2 separate regions of the Gossypium hirsutum genome follow, and region 1 is linked to region 2. Evidence: chromatin contacts called from public Hi-C data. All regions are on one chromosome and are shown on one strand. The core of a region is the stretch at or near the end of the contact, and the rest is flanking DNA. Distances in the headings are between cores, read along the strand shown. Region 1 holds the start of LOC107954596 (elongation factor G-1, mitochondrial). Region 2 has its middle 16 kb from the start of LOC107954563.

Region 1 (4,103 bases), core at 798-3,297, 410 kb after region 2:
GACACCATCTAAAAGCGGTTGTACACCCTGTACAGAAGAGAAAAGTATCAAATAAGTGGCATCTAATAATCCAACAGATAAATAAACAAATAAAATAATGGAAATTCTGATGGCTGCCTTATTGTCAGAAGTTGGGTGACTGAAATTAATGGGAACCAAAGAACAGAATTAATCATAAAATACCTTGTTTTTGAATGCACTACCCATGAATACAGGAACAAACTTCCGTGCTATGGTTGCCCTACGAACTGCTTCCTGCTCAGAGCAAGCTACAAATTTTAGAACTCACATCAAGTTCATAAATCAAGTAAAAAGAAGCAGCAACATATAGAATTGTAAGGTTAAAACAATAGAAAAATAAATGTTGTGGTCTACACTTGGGTAACAGTTAAGCTAATTTCACATTGTAACATTTGATGCAAGAAAAAGCCTCCATCATCCACCCGTACAGCACATATAGAGTACAATGAAAGACCATTCAACATGAAGGATCATCGTAAATCCAGTGAAAGGCCATCAGCCCATAACATCCATATTCAAATTTCAGAAGCAAGCATGGACCCTGAATATTTGATGGGCATCAAGTCAAAGTGAAGGCAGGCATGCTATTTTCTCTGCCATTTTTTAAATGCAAAAGGGACACTAGATGGGCAGCATCAAATACACTTTCTATCAGTAGAAAAAAAGAATTAAATAAATCACCAGTCCCCGGACAGACCTCAAGATCAGCAGGGGAAATAGGCTCATCATTTAGAAATCCTTCAGCTAGTTTATCATCCACTTCAGAAACTACTTCTATTAGTTCACGTCTCTTTTCTGCAACTATGGCTTCCATATCTGCTGGTATACCCTCAGACACAACTTTTTCTCTGCAATAGTTATTATATGACCAAAAAGAAAGAACAGGAAATGAAAATGGCTGTTACACGAAGAAAAATTAAGTGAACCAGAGAGATCGAAACAAACCCGCTGGAACCATGAAAATAATAAGCTTTTAGCTGCACAAGGTCGATAAGTCCCTTAAAGTTTTCTTCCAAACCAATTGGAACTTGCACAGCCGCAGTATGATGCCGAAGCTTAGACCTTGCCTGACACCAGGCACAGAAACGATCAGAATGCCACTGTTAAATGTGTGAAGTTCAATAACATCAATTCAGTTACATGAATGTACCTGGTTGAGAACTTTCCATGGATCAGCTCCCATTCGATCGAGCTTGTTAATAAATGCGAGTCTTGGCACCTCGTATCTTCTCATTTGCCGATCAACAGTAATTGACTGACTTTGTACACCACCAACGCTACACAGAACTAAAATGGCACCGTCAAGAACACGCAGCGCCCTCTCGACTTCAATCGTAAAATCAACGTGACCAGGCGTATCGATTATATTAATCTGAAACAGCAGATGGAAAATTTGCACGTCATAATAAGTAACACAAAGAGTCAAATTAGGTCAAATTCAAAATACCATACGAACCTGGTAATCTTTCCAGGTGCAATACGTGGCAGCAGATTGGATAGTAATTCCTTTCTCTCTTTCTAAATCCATGGAATCCATCTTTGCTCCGACGCCGTCTTTCCCGCGAACCTCGTGGATCTCGTGGATCCGGCCGGTATAATAGAGAACCCGCTCTGTCAGTGTGGTCTTTCCCGAGTCGATGTGAGCGGAGATTCCGATGTTTCGGAGTCGTTCCATGGACTCTTTCCACCATGTTTCTTTGTCGTCCTTTGCTCGCGCGACGTTGCCAGCAGCGAAATGACGGACCTCGAAGTTCCCCAGGAGGAGGGCGGCGGTCGGGGAGGGGGAACAGTAGGGCGCCGCTTTGGTGGAGTACAAGGTGTAAAGGAGGCGCGGGACTGCGGATCTTTGGAATCGCGCCATGGTGGAATATGGGTAGTGCTGCTTGGTGCGGGCAAAACCCTAAACCCAAAATAAGGGGTTTTTAGTTTCCCGTTCGGGTTCTGAAAATGGGGCGGATCAGGAACAATTCGGATTCATTTTCTCCGGTGGTCGGTTAATTTGGATATTCGTCCGGGCCTATTTGGTGACTTCATTTGTTTTACATAAGCCCATTAGTTCTTGTTCTAAATATGTAGTTGGGCCCTAAAACAATCCAAAAAGAGACCAACAAATCATAGCACAAGGGTCCCAACCTCATATCTCAACCATACCACTAAGGTCACGTTTTGAAGCCAATGCCTAAACATAGGCGCTAGCCAATATCATGGCATGTCTCTGTTGAAGAAAGAATTCTTGATATCATTTACTTATGCAACAACCAAAAAATAACCAGCACATGAAAGAGCTCCACAACATACACCAAATCTAGCAACCGAAGGTAGTGGCCATTCTTTCGTTGGGTAATAGATGGATACAAACTCAAGCTACTACTTGTTAGGAGGTCGTCACTCCTTATCCTCCCTCATGTCTTTAATGACAATGCTTGAATTGGTCCCAAAGTATAGTGATAAAGTCCATCCTCCATTTTCTTCTCCACAACAATATGTCTTAGCGGTTATGTAATGATTCAAACGTCAGTGATGTCGAAAAGTGAGGTTTTGGAATCCTGTTTTCATAAATCGGATTCGTAAATTTTTTATTAAATATTTATGGAGTTGTGTTAGAAGTGAATTGAATTTCGGTTAGGTAATTTTTATCAAATTATTGCTAAATTAAGGTGCAGGGACTAAATCATAAAAATATCAAGTTTAATTGTTAATGAATTAATAAGTAGAACTTGATTGAGGGATTTTTATAGCAATTAAACCACTATTATAGTGATAGTGGAAGGTAATGTACTTTGTAATCGAAGAAAATGTGATAAAATTTTAACAAATTAATTTAATAAATAAAACATAATAATAAACAAGTTAGTGGGAAAAGTAGGTGAAAAAAAAACATTTAATCCATTTTCATGCAAAAACCGAATCGAGGAGAAAGAAAAATAGGAGACCAACGACCAAAGGGTTTCAAAGTTTAAATCTTCAATTGGTATGTTCAATTTAGTTTTTTCCTTATAATTTCTATGTTTTCGGAATCCTGATAGTTTAAGTTAGTTGACCCATGTTGTATATTTATACTATTAAAGATTTAGGATGTTACTATTGTTGAATAGTTGAAGTTTTTGGTGTTAATTTGATAAATTTTAAATTTAGAGTTGAAAAATGACTAAATTGTAAAGTCAATTGATGATTTTGTGCAATAGGGACTAAAATGCATAAATTTAAAAATTAGTGGTAAAAATGAGAAATAAAAGGTCCTAGAAGTACTATAGTCCCAGTCTTAGGGACTAAATTGAAAAAATACAAAAGTTTCATAAATTTACAATTAAGTATGAGTTTGTTTGTATATTGATGAATTGGTATGTTTGTGTTAATCCATAGCTATCATCGACCTGGATTTCTCAAAAAAGGAAGGAAAAGACAAAGTCATTGACGAATAGCTCGGAGTTTATGGTTTGTATTTTTATAACTCAAACCTTTTTCAATTGTTGCATTTACGAACTATGCTGCATAGTAATAACATAAGGTAACCTGGAAATGATAGAACGAGCTAATTTTAATCGATTTGAATTAGTTGTTGGTGATGAGGACTAAATTGAATAGTTTTAAAAATATGATATAATGTTATAATTATGCAATTGAATTCAATTGTGATGAGTTATACTGTCACATATGTAAATTGATGATTGGTTGATGATTATGTTGTGGACTTTAGAAATTGATTATTATAAATTGAGATGAAAAAGGATATTAAAGTTTAATGATTCAATGAATGTGAAATGGTAGTGTAATGCTACATATTAGTACTTTTGTTAATTTTGTTAATAGAAGCTATGAAGAAGTGGAAATTTACATGTTAATTTGCAGATCATCCATTACTTCTAACTCGTGCATTTGAATGTATTATATTATGTTTTAATATTCGGATTATAGAAATACCACTAAGTTTAAGTAGCGTACGGTTTTGTTTTTTGTGTGCAAGTTAGGTACTTTACATTTCAATCATCGACTCAGCATATAGTGACAATCCTGGACTCAAAAGTTGGTAATAGTTTGATTTGGATCATGACATGTACTTAAGGAGTCTTTGGTTAAATAAT
Region 2 (3,939 bases), core at 132-2,631:
TAAGCCCTATTAGGTCCAATGATACAATTTAAATTGCATTAATGAATTAGATTAAAGTCTATCTATAAGATGAGAGTCCTAAGGAATTTGAACACTACAAAATCTTATCCTTAGGATTAATCATATTTATCCTAGTAACTCTAAATTAGTAGAGTGTTTCACTAGGTCACTATGCTTCAAGTTAATGGTCTTCCCTCTATGCTCCACTAATCGAGTCAGTTCAAATAGATTAAATAAGTCTAATTTAATCAGTTATTCTCGTTGAGCGATTCTGTGTGCTTTGATCACAAACTTTGATCCAGAGTACATTTTGAGGCTCTTTTCTTTCATAAGTTATTGACTTTTATTAGGCTTTTGTTTTGTAAAAAATTTAAGCCTTGTAAGTTCGTTGAATGAAATATCTCTTTGCCCAAGTAATATTGCCACAATTTCTAGTGAAATTAGTCATTAATTTTCCACTAGCAATAAGAAAACAAATACTTTGTCAATGGTATTATCTTTTAGAATATGTTAATAATGTTAATGTAAATAATGGATATTTGGAAGATTGCACATGTATGCTAGTATCGGAAAAAAAAAAACCAAGGGGAAAAAACATGAATGCAGTAATAAATTAAAGCCGATAAACTTACAAGTGGTAATTTGAAATATATGGTTAAAACATTTCATAAGTCTTTAATTTGTTGAATTTACTCTCTACTTTTATTTTTAAAAAAATTAATTTTTTTTATTTTTTAAAATTTAAAATTCAAGTTCAATTATAAATATTGTTAATTTTATTTTGTTAAATTTATTAATGTGATATTTTATAATAAAAAACACTAACTTGATAATCATATAATGTAGTAGTGAACTAAAATTTAACAAAATAATTTTATCAGTAATATGAAAAATAAAGAACTCAATTTTTAAAAAATAAAAATATAAGAATTAAATTCTAAATTTACGAAAAATAAATGATCTTATGGCATATTTTACCCTAAAAATTATTATCATGGCAATAAAATTAAAAAACACGTCATAAATGGATTTAAAAAGTTGTCATGTATGTTTTATTTATTAATTTTATGTAATTTTAGAATATTTGACTGTGAGGAATTTCTGAAAAAAAAATAAAAAATATATTCATAAAAAAATTATGTACAAAACCAAATGAGTTTTGGTTGAAACGATAAAACTGAATTTCTTTTTTAAATATTGGTGTGTATTTGTAGATTTATTTTGGATTTAATTTTTCTGTAAAATTTGTATAAATATATAAAAAATAAAAACTTTGTTACTTTTTGAATAAAATTAATTTTCAATTGAAATTAAGTAAGGCGCAGGGCTGTTTATTATGAAGTATTGGGCTTAAGGCTCACGCAAATTTTTGGCTTCAACTACCCATTTATTTGTGGGCTTCATAGCTTCCCATATTGGAACAGATGGGCTACATCGTTGTCGCCTGGGCATCGTTTTTAAACCAAAACTTTGGAATTTTATTTAAACATGTTTAAATGAGAAATAAAATCTAAATACAAACTTGTACAATGTATACATATTGATCCACAAGTGTGTATTTACAGTTTCAGTAAATAACATAATTACTATTGAATTGTTACTTAGCCTATATCAAAGCCAATAGTTCACAAAAAAATATTGAAAATTAAAGATTTCCAAAACTATATATGTTAATGATAATAAGTCACCTACCATTACATCTTCTCAATATAAAGTCTTATAGTCAAAAAAGGGTTAGTAAAGGTAGAAGGGTAAGGTAATACTAAATCATTATGGTTGAATAAGACCTTGGTTTGACCACCCAATTCTGTCTCTCTTTTAATTTCTCCGTATAAAAAATGGATGATGGTTTTAATTTTCATCAACATAGACTAGTATTTTGTAGAACCCTATGCTCGTGATGTGCAGCAGCTTTGACTGCTATTTGCAATCTTTTACCACATGACATGAATACAAAAGCATGTTGATAAAGACTTTAAATCAGCAAAAGCTGAGCTATATACATCACCTCAAATTAGATTTAGTTTCACCAGAAAGTTTGTGCGGTAGATACTTAACAACTCCTGATAAAAGATTGCCATTACAATTATATCTGTCTTAATCAACTGCTTACATCCAAGTTGGTAACAAAATAAAGAGGCAATTGGGGGTGTCTTTTTAATTCGTTTGAAGGGGCAAAAGAGCAAGTCGGTAGCCTAACTTTCACAGTTCAAAGTCCATTGCGTAATGAGTAGGCCTGATTTACCGGTGGCAGTGAACATTCAGACACAACCCCCTTCTTCACCTCTCTCTCTGGAAATTAATAAGAAAAACAAAATGGGAACTCATTCTTGTGCTGAGCTTTTCAAAGTTTCAAAGGAAGTAAGGAACCCCACTAAACTGACCATTTCGACCCACTACTGCTTTAGTGCATTGCAACCTTTTTTCACCATGAAATGTCATTTTGAAAAAGTGTGTATATTCTTATTTACAGCAAAAGTTGTAGTTTTTGAAAGAAAGAGAAAATTGGAATTGGCCTGCCATTGGTCGTCAAGCAACTTAGAAAATTGAACAACTTTGGAATTCTCAGACTTGTTACAAGGATTACTAGGCTGCTGGGCCCTTTGGTTAATGAACAAGAGGAAAATGACAAGATGAGCCACAAGAAAGTCAGCTGTCAATGGAATGATCTTCCTTGTATCATTGGTATAGTGAAGTCAAATTTCCAATCAATTTCAAGGGTAGAGTGGTATCTAGTTATCTTCAGCCGACGTATTGATAGGAGACATGGAGAAAAATTACGAAAAGCAAGCGGTAAAGGGACGGAAAGTTACAAAGATGACTCTCAAGAGTTGGCTATGAAATGTAACCTAACGTGCAGGAAAAGTTATATGCTATTTGCCTTTCTTTATCTCCATAATTTGATATTGGAAGTGAAGTGTATATTTCTCGGAATACATTTGAATTGTTTTCAAATGATAGTCAAAAAAGATATCGAGGCCAAGCGTGTAGAGACACACATCAGCATAACTTACTATGCACGGCCACAGGTTTCCCATTTCTCCAGCTGCATCGTGCCTTTGCTTGATCCAGGTTTAATGGATTTCATGGGACCATATGGGAATATGGAAGTGAACTCAAATGAAAAAAAAAAGCAGCATTTTTTGGGTCAAATTTAGCATCTTTTCAAATGGGTTTTATTTTATTTTGATTTATTTGCTGTTTTCCGTGAACAGGTTGGATGGATCACATGTGAGACAACCATTTGCTTTGGCAGTGTGTGAGGCTTTGAGTGTGGCCATGAAATCATGGTGTTTTGTAGCGTGAACTAAACAAAATTGATCCATAATACAACAATTCTTCTGGGTAATCAATAAAATATAGTAAAACGTAGTTTTACAGATTAAAAGATAAATCAAAAGAGAGGCAAAGAAAAGGGATATATGGAGGATAAGCATAAGCTGTCGAAGAAAATTTGTTAACACCAAGAAACTAAGGTTTTGTTAAGATTCATGTATATATTATATGCTGTAAATTAATGTACACCACCTTTTTTTGGTTGCTTTTATCGTGGCTATGTTGGTGGCCGATATTAAGACAACATGATAAGTCTTAGATTTTGCACTAGTTTATCAACCAAATGGGGGACAATTATTGCTTCATGTTACTGAGAGAACTACTGCATGTTAATTTTTAATTTTCCATTACTATATAATATATTCATCGAAGAATTGACTTGGAAATTTCTTCTTCCCCGTACTACAAATGGAGTTCCACACATCAGGATAGACAACAGTAACAGGGAGGCAACGGCAATCACGCCAAGATCAGCGGCAATAATGACGAAAATTTGATCTCAGAGAGGGAATGAAGCGGGCTAGTGCAAATCACTGAGCAATTAAGCACTGGATATTACAAATTAATGATGAACGATACATATGTGTGTGTGGGTAAAATAAA

What was found. A called contact is a pair of places that touch in the nucleus more often than the background predicts.
Region 1: a contact with region 2 is called in a Hi-C map of leaf, with 1.7 times the contacts expected there. The contact joins the promoter of LOC107954596 here to the enhancer-like site in region 2. A contact is called at or near these places in 3 of 34 Hi-C or Micro-C datasets (all in leaf).

Annotation. Positions count from the first base shown.
Region 1 is chrD07:26,738,678-26,742,780 of Gossypium_hirsutum_v2.1, forward strand. LOC107954596 (elongation factor G-1, mitochondrial) reads right to left here and starts at 2,048. Exons shown (of 20, transcript XM_016890197.2): 1 at 1,478-2,048; 2 at 1,172-1,393; 3 at 967-1,088; 4 at 719-869; 5 at 184-255; 6 at 1-27. The coding sequence starts at 1,882.
Region 2 is chrD07:26,327,615-26,331,553 of Gossypium_hirsutum_v2.1, forward strand. No RefSeq gene overlaps it. Among protein-coding and RNA genes, the nearest start is that of LOC107954563, 16 kb to the left of the region's middle. Within about 2 kb of position 1,382, at least 3 of the 9 cell types and tissues checked have an H3K27ac peak or open chromatin away from gene starts, as enhancers often do. A contact at or near this core is called in leaf, where this site is marked.